Regions from separate parts of the Sus scrofa genome. Here regions 1 and 3 are each linked to region 2. A link is a contact called in public Hi-C and promoter capture Hi-C data. All regions are on one chromosome and are shown on one strand. The core of a region is the stretch at or near the end of the contact, and the rest is flanking DNA. Distances in the headings are between cores, read along the strand shown. Region 1 holds the start of CCDC151 (coiled-coil domain-containing protein 151). Region 2 holds the start of SMARCA4 (transcription activator BRG1). Region 3 holds the start of ILF3 (interleukin enhancer-binding factor 3).

Evidence for each region. Promoter capture Hi-C pulls out the DNA fragments that hold promoters and counts their contacts. A called contact is a pair of places that touch in the nucleus more often than the background predicts.
Region 1: a promoter capture Hi-C map of liver shows a contact between it and region 2, with 3 times the contacts expected there. The contact joins the promoter of CCDC151 here to the promoter of SMARCA4 in region 2. A contact is called at or near these places in 1 of 5 promoter capture datasets (liver) and 1 of 47 Hi-C or Micro-C datasets (embryonic fibroblasts).
Region 3: a Hi-C map of liver shows a contact between it and region 2, with 3 times the contacts expected there. The contact joins the promoter of ILF3 here to the promoter of SMARCA4 in region 2. A contact is called at or near these places in 1 of 5 promoter capture datasets (liver) and 2 of 47 Hi-C or Micro-C datasets (heart right ventricle and liver).

What each region holds. Positions count from the first base shown.
Region 1 is chr2:70,095,074-70,098,299 of Sscrofa11.1, reverse strand. It overlaps CCDC151 (coiled-coil domain-containing protein 151), which reads left to right and starts at 1,273. Exons shown (of 13, transcript XM_005654766.3): 1 at 1,273-1,701; 2 at 2,692-2,813; 3 at 2,916-2,993. The coding sequence starts at 1,464. It overlaps PRKCSH (protein kinase C substrate 80K-H), which reads right to left and starts at 876. Exons shown (of 18, transcript NM_001244598.1): 1 at 785-876; 2 at 268-375; 3 at 1-69. The coding sequence starts at 343.
Region 2 is chr2:69,715,665-69,718,923 of Sscrofa11.1, reverse strand. SMARCA4 (transcription activator BRG1) reads right to left here and starts at 1,749. Exons shown (of 34, transcript XM_021083849.1): 1 at 1,452-1,749. It overlaps LOC110259342 (a long non-coding RNA gene), which reads left to right. Exons shown (of 2, transcript XR_002341646.1): 1 at 1-1,578.
Region 3 is chr2:69,412,311-69,415,677 of Sscrofa11.1, reverse strand. ILF3 (interleukin enhancer-binding factor 3) reads right to left here and starts at 1,803. Exons shown (of 20, transcript XM_021083797.1): 1 at 1,530-1,803.

The DNA.
Region 1 (3,226 bases), core at 24-2,523, 380 kb before region 2:
GATCAAAAGGAATACTGGCGGAGCCATCCAGGCACGTGAAAGGCTTGGACTCGTCGTAGAAGTGATGATCTGGGAAGGGAGTCAAGGCGCTCAGCCCACGGCAGGAAGAAGCCCTCCGGACCCAATGGCACCTCTCCCCACAACCCACCAGCTGAGCACTGCCGCCTTCCCGCCCAGCGACCGCGACCCTAAAGCAGAAGGCTCTAAGTGCCTATCCCAGGAGCCTCCCACAACCTATCCCCACCTCTAGCCAGGTGGCCAACTCACTGGTGAGGGAGACGCCCCGGGGCCGCTTGACCTCCACGGCCCAACACATGGGCAGTAGCAGCAGAAACAGTAACATCTCGCTGGAGGCTCTGAAGCCGGAAACGGGTTCTGTCGGAGGAAGGAAGCTGCTGAGAGATGCGCTGTGCCCCCACGCTGCAGCGAGAAAGGGGCGGCTCACTGGGAGAGGAATACTTCCAGCTGAAGGAAGACACCTCTCCCTCCAGCCAACTGGATTCCTCCATCGCTTCCGGGCAATGACGGCTCACTTTGCTTCCCACAGTGGGGGCGTGGGGGGGGTGTCTCCCCAGTCCTGCCCAGTGAAGGGGAGTCTCACTTGGCCCAAATCAATGGTGGGGGAATCACAAAAGCTCCGCTCCCTATGGGTGGGGGGAGGGGATTCGCTAGCCAATTCCCGCCAATAGCCCGAGGAACAGTCGCCCCATCTCCCGAGGAACACCCTTAGGCTGCCCCCAACAGGAAACAGGGGTGCTCTCCCACCCAGTGGTTCACCACCTACACGAGGCTGGGGCAAAGGTTAATATCCACCGCGCCCCCTAACCCAGCAGCCAACGGCTCCTCCTGCAGAAAGAAAGCGGAAACGTGTGGGATGCGTCACTTCCGGCATCACGCCGTGCTCCCTGAACGGCAGCTCCCGGTCGCCATATTGGGAGCGGCAAGGGACGGCCGGAGCCGAGACGGCCATCTTGGATAGGCCTGTGAAGCCTTAGAAGAAATCGTTCTGATGGTTCGCGCTTAATGGCGGCGCGAAGTGCCTCCATCTTGGGAGTGGCAGTTCTACAGTCGGACCAGAAAGTTCCTAAAAAATGCCCGTGAACCCATCGCGGGCTTAGGGCGGGCTTAGGGGTTGAGGGGTGGGAAAGAAAAGGAATAAGCACATGACACAAAAGTACCCCCCACCAACTTTCGGCAGAAAGGGTCTGCTCCGCCCCCGTTGGGACCGCCCCTCCACGCAGCGTGCGTCAGCCAGTGAGAGCGGTGGGTGGAACGCGGGCGGTTTCCATGGGAACACTGGAGGAAGGAGGGGGAGATTACCTAGCAACCAGGAGATGCCGCGAGGCTCAGCCAAGCGGTCGACAAGTACGTTCCCAGAGCCGAGGAACCTGAGCTGACAGATCCCCAACAGAGGCGATTCCTAGTAGACCTAACTCTTTGCGGTCCTCGGCCTCAACCCAGTCATGACGTCTCCCCTGTGCTGGGCGGCCTCCGCCAACGCCATGCCTTCTCAGGACCAGGTTTCAGCCTCCTCCAAAGGCAGGGGCAATCAGGCTCAGGCCAAGGGGCATCCCCAAGGCAAGGGCTCGGTGCAGGCCTGGCAGTCACTCCATTCCAAGGCAGGACCCTTCCATGCCAGCGAAGGGAAGTCCACTGTGCACACGCAGGTGGCTGAGTTACAAAGGAAGATTCAACTATTAGGTAAGAGGGCTCCAGAGGGCACAGAAGTGTCAAGAGTCACCAGCTCATTGGCCTGGCATGGTGTGACTGGAATGTTTCACTGGCATTCATCCATGTGGCCAGTTTCTGGAGGCAAAAACTCATACTTCCTTATGGTTTTCCTCATCTCTCTTATGAAACTTTTCCTGAGCTCAGAACTGACTGGACTGCATTTCATACTTTTATGTGATTTCAACTCTTCTATCATGCATGGGGTGGTGAAAAACAGATTCCAGGGCCAGATTTTCTGGGTTCAGATCCTGGCTCTACATATACTAATTGTTTGACCTTCAGGAACTAAGAGTAATCTAATTGCTCCCAGGTTGTCCATTCATAAAAAGGAGATAGTAACCGTACAAGCCAATAGTTGAAATGAGTAAAGGACTTACAACGGTGCTTGACACATAGTAATGCTATATATTGTAAACCAGTGGTTCTCAATGGAAAAGGGCTGTTTTGGTTCCCAGGGGACATTTGGCAATGTCTGGAGACATTTTGGTTTGTCACATTGTTGGGGGGAGGGGATATGTTACTGACATCTAGTGGGTAGAGGCCAAGGATGCTGCTCAACATCTGACAATGCACAGGACAGCTCACCACAGCAAATAATTATCCCAAATGTCAGCCAAGGCTGGGAAATCCTAGTGCAAACCATTATTATTTTATTATTAGAAGGTAATTTTACATGGTGGTTGAAGGTATGGGCTGGGGAGTCAAACTGCTTATGACCTTGAACAACCTAATATACCTGAGTCTTCTAACCTCTAAAATGGGTATGGTATGTACACACACATATATATAGATATATACCTATTGGTACAGGGTATTTGATGAATAGGAAATTTATTAGTCCAGCATCCAATACATAACGTATGCCCAAAGTAAAATATTGTTACAATGTTGACAATTACGAAAATTGTCCCTCCCCTCTATGATGCTCTGCTTGTGCCTGCCCACCTCACCTGACCCCAGAGGGTGACCGGAAGGCCTTTTATGAGAGCACCCAGTGGAACATCAGGAAGAATCAGGAGACCATCAACCAGCTCCGAGAGGAGACCAGGGTGCTACAACTACAGCTGGCAGACCTGCTCCAGGTGAGGGTGAAGAAGCTCCAGGAGGCAGGGGCCAGCATCCTTGGGAGCTGAATAGTAGCAGTAGTCTGAATCAGTAGTGTGACTGGGTTCCTCTCTCTGCAGGGAGATGAGAAAGTGGTCCAGGCAGTGATTCGGGAATGGAAATCAGAGAAGCCATACCTGAAGAACAGGACAGGCCAGGTTTGCCCCACTCCCATTCCACTGACCATCTCCCTTCATTTCAAGCCTGGATCCCCACCCCACTCACCTCTCTGCCTCCCATCTCACCCTCTCCAATCCCTTCTCCACACCAGCCACTATTCATTTATTCATTCAATCTTTATCATGCACTGACCATGAGCCTGGCATGATGACCATGCAGTGGAGAAAACGGACCTTGTTGCCGCTCCCAAAAACCTTTATTTTAGTAGAAA
Region 2 (3,259 bases), core at 500-2,999:
GAGCTCTGATGGCCCTTGGAAAAGAATAGATGTGTAATTACAAACCCAGATAACTGCTACACAAGAAAGGATCAAGGTGATGTGAGAATAGCAGAGGGGAGCAATGACTGGTCCCAGATGGTCAAATGCAACCTGGACATCCTCCCTGATCCTCAGTAAAGGCTCCTCTTCCACGCAACCTCCCTAATCTCTGACTCCCATCACTGGGCATCCATCCACTGTGTTCCTCTCACATGACAGGCCAAGGGGAGTAGTCCCCACATTTACCACCTGTTCCCCTACAAGGCTGGAGAGGCTCCCAAGGCATCCAACCTCCAATCATCTAACACCCAGTAGGGACTCAACAAACTTTTGTTTAACAATAAAGGAGGAGATTGGACTGAACAACAAAATAGTGCTTCCCTCTAACCAGGAACCATTTTATTGGCTTTCACCAACTCCATTTGTGGCATTATTGCCATTTCACAAATGAGGAAACTAAGAGGTTCAGAAAAATTAAGTTATTTGCCTAAGGTCACATAGCTAAGTAACCAGCAACGCCAGAAATCAAACCCAACTCCAGTCTGTCAATTGAAAGTGAAAACTTACTTCAAATTCCTAGGAAGTGGTTCTAACATTATTCCCTACTTTACCTAAGGATTCACTGGGGGTGGGGGCGTGGGGTGGCTACCTAGGCTAGTCTTCAAGATCGGCACAAAACACCTTCTCCTTAAAGATCCACATCTTAAATAAAAGCGTTAATCTGGAAAATCAATTGCGAGGAAGGGAAAAGGATGGAAAACTAAAACAAAGCTTTCAACAGCAGTTCTCCCGGTCCTTCCCGACTAGCTGCGGATCCTCCGATTTAAGGCAAACATTCTGGAGTCACTACTTTACAAGGGGCTGAAAGAGTTATTTACCTTGCCTTGAAAACCTAAAATTGACTTTTTAAAAATGAAATTTTAGGTCATCTAAACCAATTGTGCTGCTAATGTTCATGTCCAGGCGACGCTGGACATATCTGGGGGTTTTCCTACTGAGCGATGACCGCAGCCTTGTTAAAAGGCAACAATCGAGTCGGACCCGTTACAACGTAGCCAGAATAGCCCGGACGCCTGGCTATTGTTATAGCCGCAGCTGAGACCGCGATGGGGGCCGGGCCCGTGGCCCGCCGACTGGGCGAAGAGCTTTGTCCGGCGACCCCGGCGAGAGCGCGCGCGAGGGGCGCGCGGCCTCCACGCGGCCCGGGCCCCCACCCCACCCGCCGCGGATACTGTAGCCGCCGCGGCCTCGATGCACTGTGGCCTTCCCCGCGCGCGCGGTGCAGGCCAGGCGTCTTGACCCTCGGGCGCCGCCGTACCCCGGCCCTGCTCCGGGCGCCGGCGGCCCCCTCCCCCCTCGGAACCCCGGCTCCATTCAAACCGTCCTCCCAAGCCCCGCGCCGCGCTCCCCCCGCGATCTGCGTTCCTTACCGGGAGTCGCCGGTGCCGTCGCCTTCCTGGCGCCGCCCCCGCCCCTCCGCGCGAGGCCGGGGGCAGAATGGGCGTCTCGCCTCTTCTCACGAAACAAAGAAGCCGCCGCTGCCGCCGCCAAGCGAGGGTAAGCCTCGCGCGCGCGCCCGCCGGCCTCGGCCGCCCCCCCCACGCCACCCGCGCCCCCGCTGCGCGCGCACTCGTCACCTCCCCTCCCCCCCACCACTAAGCGCCTCTCCCGCTTCCGCCGCCCGCCCGGTCTCGTGCGCGTGCCCGCCCGCCCTTCCGCTCCTAGAGCGCGTGCGTGTCGGCCGCGGGGGTGGGGTGGGGAGGGGGCGGGGCCAGAGAGAGCTAGCGCCCCGGACGCACCTCCCTACTTTGTGCGGGACGCGCCTGCGCTTGCGCATGGGGGTGGTTCTTCGCCTTCCGCACGTCGTGCGTCGCCACTGCTCCGAGCATGCGCAGAGCGGGCGCCACTGCGGCGGCGGTAGTGGTGGTGGTAGTGATGGTGGTGGTGGGTGGCTGGGGGATGGGACTGGATGGCGGCAGGGTCTTTGGGGAAGGGGTGGCAGAGGGGCCCTGAGACCGGGAAGTGAGGATGCAAGGCAGTGCTTGAGGGGAAGAGGCGGGGAGGCTGGGCCAGAGATGAGCAGAGCCGGCCTCCGGGTCAAGGGCGAACTTAGGAACCGTTTTCATCCTTGGTAGGGGGGATGTGGTGCCCTTTGGGCAGTCTGACGGGTACGGACTGTGGCTGTCTTTTGTGCAGAGCCTATGTAAGGCTATTAATTAGCAGATATTTATTGATTTGCTGTTGAGTTGCGGCACCGGACATAAAATTTCAGCTGCTGTGGCTCTCATGATCTAATGGGGGAGGCAGGCGCGAGGCAAGAGAACCAAGTAAAATATAAAATACACTGTGTTGAAATGGAGACATGAAAAGTGGTGGAAATTTTAAAGCGGCAGCTAGGGAAGGCCGCGTTGGGAAGACATTTGAGTCCAGTAGTAAAAGCAGTGAGGGAGAGAGCCTTGTTAGAAGTATGAAGGCCTAGAGCTTGTAGGCGGCTTCCTCTATGTTTTTAAAGTATCTCCAGCCCCACCTCATTTAGCCCCACAACTGAGCAAATGCTCCCCAAAGTCAAGTCCCACAGCCTGTGACTGTCCCTATCCCTGCTTCTCCCAGGCCCACTCTTCCTCATTTTTCAGGTCTCAGTTGACTTACCACCTCCACCAGTCTTGCCTCCTCTTTGATCACTGCCTCCATTCCCTTTCCTTCACATTTCTTGGGTACCTTTTTAAGTTTTTTTATTATAGTTGATTTATAATATCCTGTCAGTTTCTGCTGTACAGCATCCTTCTCTTCAATTTAAATGGCATGATGTTGTCAATTTTAGTCCCTAGTGAATACCCAGCATCTACTGTAGTGTGCCACCCCCACCCCCCCACAAGACAGTTTAAAAAATTTTTTTAGGGAGTTCCCATCGTGGCTCATCAGTAACGAATCTGACTGGCATCCATGAGGATGAAGGTTCGATCCCTGGCCTTGTTCAGTGAGTTAAGGATCCTGCATTGCTGAGCTATAGTGCAGGTCACAGACACAGCTTGGATCCTGTGTTGCTGTGGTGTAGGCCAACAGCTACAGCTCTGATTCCATGCCTAGTCTGAAAACATCCATATACTGTGGGTGTGGCCCTAAAAAAAAAAAAATTTTTTTTTTTTAGGCGTTCAAGTTGTGGCTCACTGGGTTAAGAACCAGACATAGTATCTATGAGATGCAGGTTCTATCCCTGGCCTTGCCAGTGGTTTAAGGG
Region 3 (3,367 bases), core at 554-3,053, 300 kb after region 2:
AATCAACTCCAGACAATGCTAGGGTCTGCAGAGACTCCAAGGAACCAAGACTGTCCACATGGCCAAGAGACAGCTCACAGGTAAAGACCCCAGGAGTAGGGACAGAGATGGCACCTGTTGGTGCCCTGGAACCCCCCCCATCTCCACCCCAGCTATGAGTGAGCTTCTGATTCCCACACTTCATTCACAGCCTCAGTCAGTGGCTGCTGTAGCTACATCCCAGGAGACCACACATAAAGCACAGGGGCAGCACTGTGAACCAATCCATGGAGATTCCCAACCAGATTTGATCCCTAAAGTCCAGATTTGATCCCTAACTTCAGAAGGCACCTTGTGTTTTTCCATGGACCCCAAATATGCCACCAGACCGCTCATTTTAGAGACATTAGAACGCTAAACAATCATAAAAAGATTCAGAATCACTGAAATACCTGAGTCCAGGAAAAGTAATGATGCTTCCTTGCTGATCTGTCAAGTCCCCTAGGCAGGATGCCAAACAATTTTCAATCAATTTTGGAAATATTGAGAAGAGACGGCTTACTCTCCCCAAGTTTAGACACTGAACTGGGCAAGAGCATGTTGATCCTTAAACATCCCAAATAATATCCCCAGGCGAAGAACTGCCCAGGGCAAAACCTCTAAAGCAACCCCAAGAATCTCAGTCACTCAACAACTTGAGGAAGTAAGCTAGAAAAGAATTTTAAGCGCTCATGTTTGGGTCTCAATCTGGAAGATCACAGGGCACCCAAATATCACATCTGATCACCATTTTGAGGGAGAATCGGGAAAAAATTCAACATCAATGAAACATCTAAAATAAATGAAGTGAAAGCTTAAAATAAACCTTTTAGCAATTCTGGATCCGGATCTGGGGGAGGCCAGCCTAACCAGAGATTTAAAAACCCCATGAACCCACAAAGACCTCCTCTGCAATCCACTTAAGGACGGGGTTCCAGGGAGGGGGTCTGCCTCTCCGCTCCACGAAAAGACAAAGGAGGCGATGTTTCCCGCCTCGAGAACCTGGGACTCTCCTGGAACCCGGGACCGGAATGGGACAAAGAGAAGAGGTGGGGGGGTAGCCCCTGCTCCGCGGGGCAGGATGCTTCCAGTCGGAGGGGGGTGTGTGCTCACCGCACGTGCGCGTGTGCGCGCGTGGCGCCCCAACAGACAAAGCCCGACCCGGGGGAGGCGGCAGCCGGGGGCCCAGTGCGCGCGCACCCCCGCGAGAGGCGCCACCGCCGGCCGAGGGGCCGCGAAGGGGGGGGCGGATGCGCGCGCACCGGGCCCTCGCCGCCGCCGCCATTTTGTCTCCTCGGCACAATGGGGGAGAGTAACGGCCGAGCGCGGGAGGTAGGCTAGCAAAGGAGGAAGGAGCCAGGCACTGGGGCGAGAGAACCAAACGAAAGCAGGGAACACAAGGCGCCTCAGGCCTTATCTCCGCAACTCCTCACCCGAGCCCGCGCTGAGGAGAGAACGGGGGGAGGGGGAAAGGCGGGAGCGGGCCCGGCCGCCGCCACATTGACGCTTACCTCGTCTGGGTCCCTTTCCTCGACAGCAACCACCGCCCTCCGGCCACAGCCCGCCTCGGTCTTCCCCAAAAAGCCACGCGGTACGCACCGGGCTGCTGAGTCCAACTGCAATGGCGAGAAGAGGAGGAGGAGGAGCCGGGGCCGGGGACGAGCTGGCGGGCGGGCGCGCGCTAGGGAGGTGCGGAACCACGTGACCGGGCGGAGCCACGCCCCCTGCCGCCTCGTTACCGCTCGACGCAGGCCCAGCGGGAGAGGCAGGGAGGGAGGAACAGAGAAAAGAAGGCGGGCCCTGGTCACGTGACAGAACCGTAAGACGTTACGTGGCGTCGGGACGTTTTCCTCCTCTTTCCACGCCTTTGCTTGATCATGTGACAGTGGCAAATTCGGAGATCTCCTTGGCCATGTGATAAGGACTTTTGCTCCTTGCCTTTGCGGTATTGGTAGGCCTGTTTCATGTGACAACATTGCCTTTCTTTTTTTCAATTGCGGTTTTTGAGCGGCCATTACCACGTGAGGCCGAGGGAGGGGCGGAGCCTCCCTGGTCTCCTAGTTTATGCGCTTGCGCGGCCGCCATCTTACGCCCGTCGCCAGGAGTACGTTGGCGGAAACGGTCAGAGAGGCTGGCTCTTGAGCGTCCTCATGGTGGCTGGTGTTGCTAGAAGAGGTTCGCTCTGCTACTGAAGCGGTACGGTGGCACTTCCTTCCCACTGCCTGCTTTTTCCACGAGAGGCCGAGCAGACTCGAGCTGTGTGTGTGAGGAAAGGTCGGACAGAACTCCTCGTTGCTGCTTCGGCATCCGGGTCTTTGGTGTTGAAACTTTTTCACGGGTAGCGCCCCGCTAAACTACCCGGCCCGGAGCCTCTGAAGGGCAGAGCCCAGTTGGTCAGAATCTTCCAGTCCCCCATTCACAGATGAAGAAATTGAGGCCCGATCCAGAAAAAGACCCGACTGAAGGCCTCACTGTCTTTTGCGGGAAATCTGGGACTTGGACTGAGACACTTGGCCAGCCACATCTTGGCGGGGAGGTCGGGGTCATAAGTAAAGGCATGGGGGACCGAGCGTCATCACTTTACGATCCTGGTGTTGTTGCATCCTCTTGGGAGCCTCAGATCCTCAGTGTACAATCTATGCCTAAGCTAAGTCCTGCTTTCTTCCAGAATCAGGATCAGTCAGGCGTTGGTAGACAAGTGATAGAGACATTGCTGAGATTCGGAGGCAAGTAGTTCAGGACTTAACGGCCTAAATAAATCTTTTTTGCAGAAGCAGGAATAGTGTAGCTAGTTTAAGAATGCAAGATCCCGAGTTCCCATCTCGGCTCAGTGGAAATTAATCCGACTAGCATCCATGAGGACTCAGGTTTGATCCCTGGCCTCCTCAGTGGGTTAAAGATCCCGAGTTGCCCTGAGCTGCGGTTTAGGTCGCAGAGGGGTCCTGTTCTGGCGTGGCTGTGGCATAGGCCAGTAGCTACAGCTCCGGTTAGACCTTCCTGGGAGCTTCCATATGCCTGGCTGCAACCCTAAAAAAAACCAAAAAAATTTTTAAGAAAATGCAAGATCCAGGGTCGCCCTAAGTTTGGGTCTCTGTATAATCAAGACTAGTGCACCTCCCTGAGCTTCTCTTGCATTATCTACAAAATATGATTTTTTTTTTTCCTTAAAAGCACCTGGTACAATTCTTTGCACAAAACATATGCCCCAATGGAGTTCCTGTTGTGGCGCAGTGGTTAAGGAATCCGACTAGGAACCATGAGGTTGCAGGTTCTATCCCTGCTCTTGCTCAGTGGGTTAACGATCTGGCGTTGCTGTGAGCTGTGGTGTGGGTCACAGACACGGCTCGGA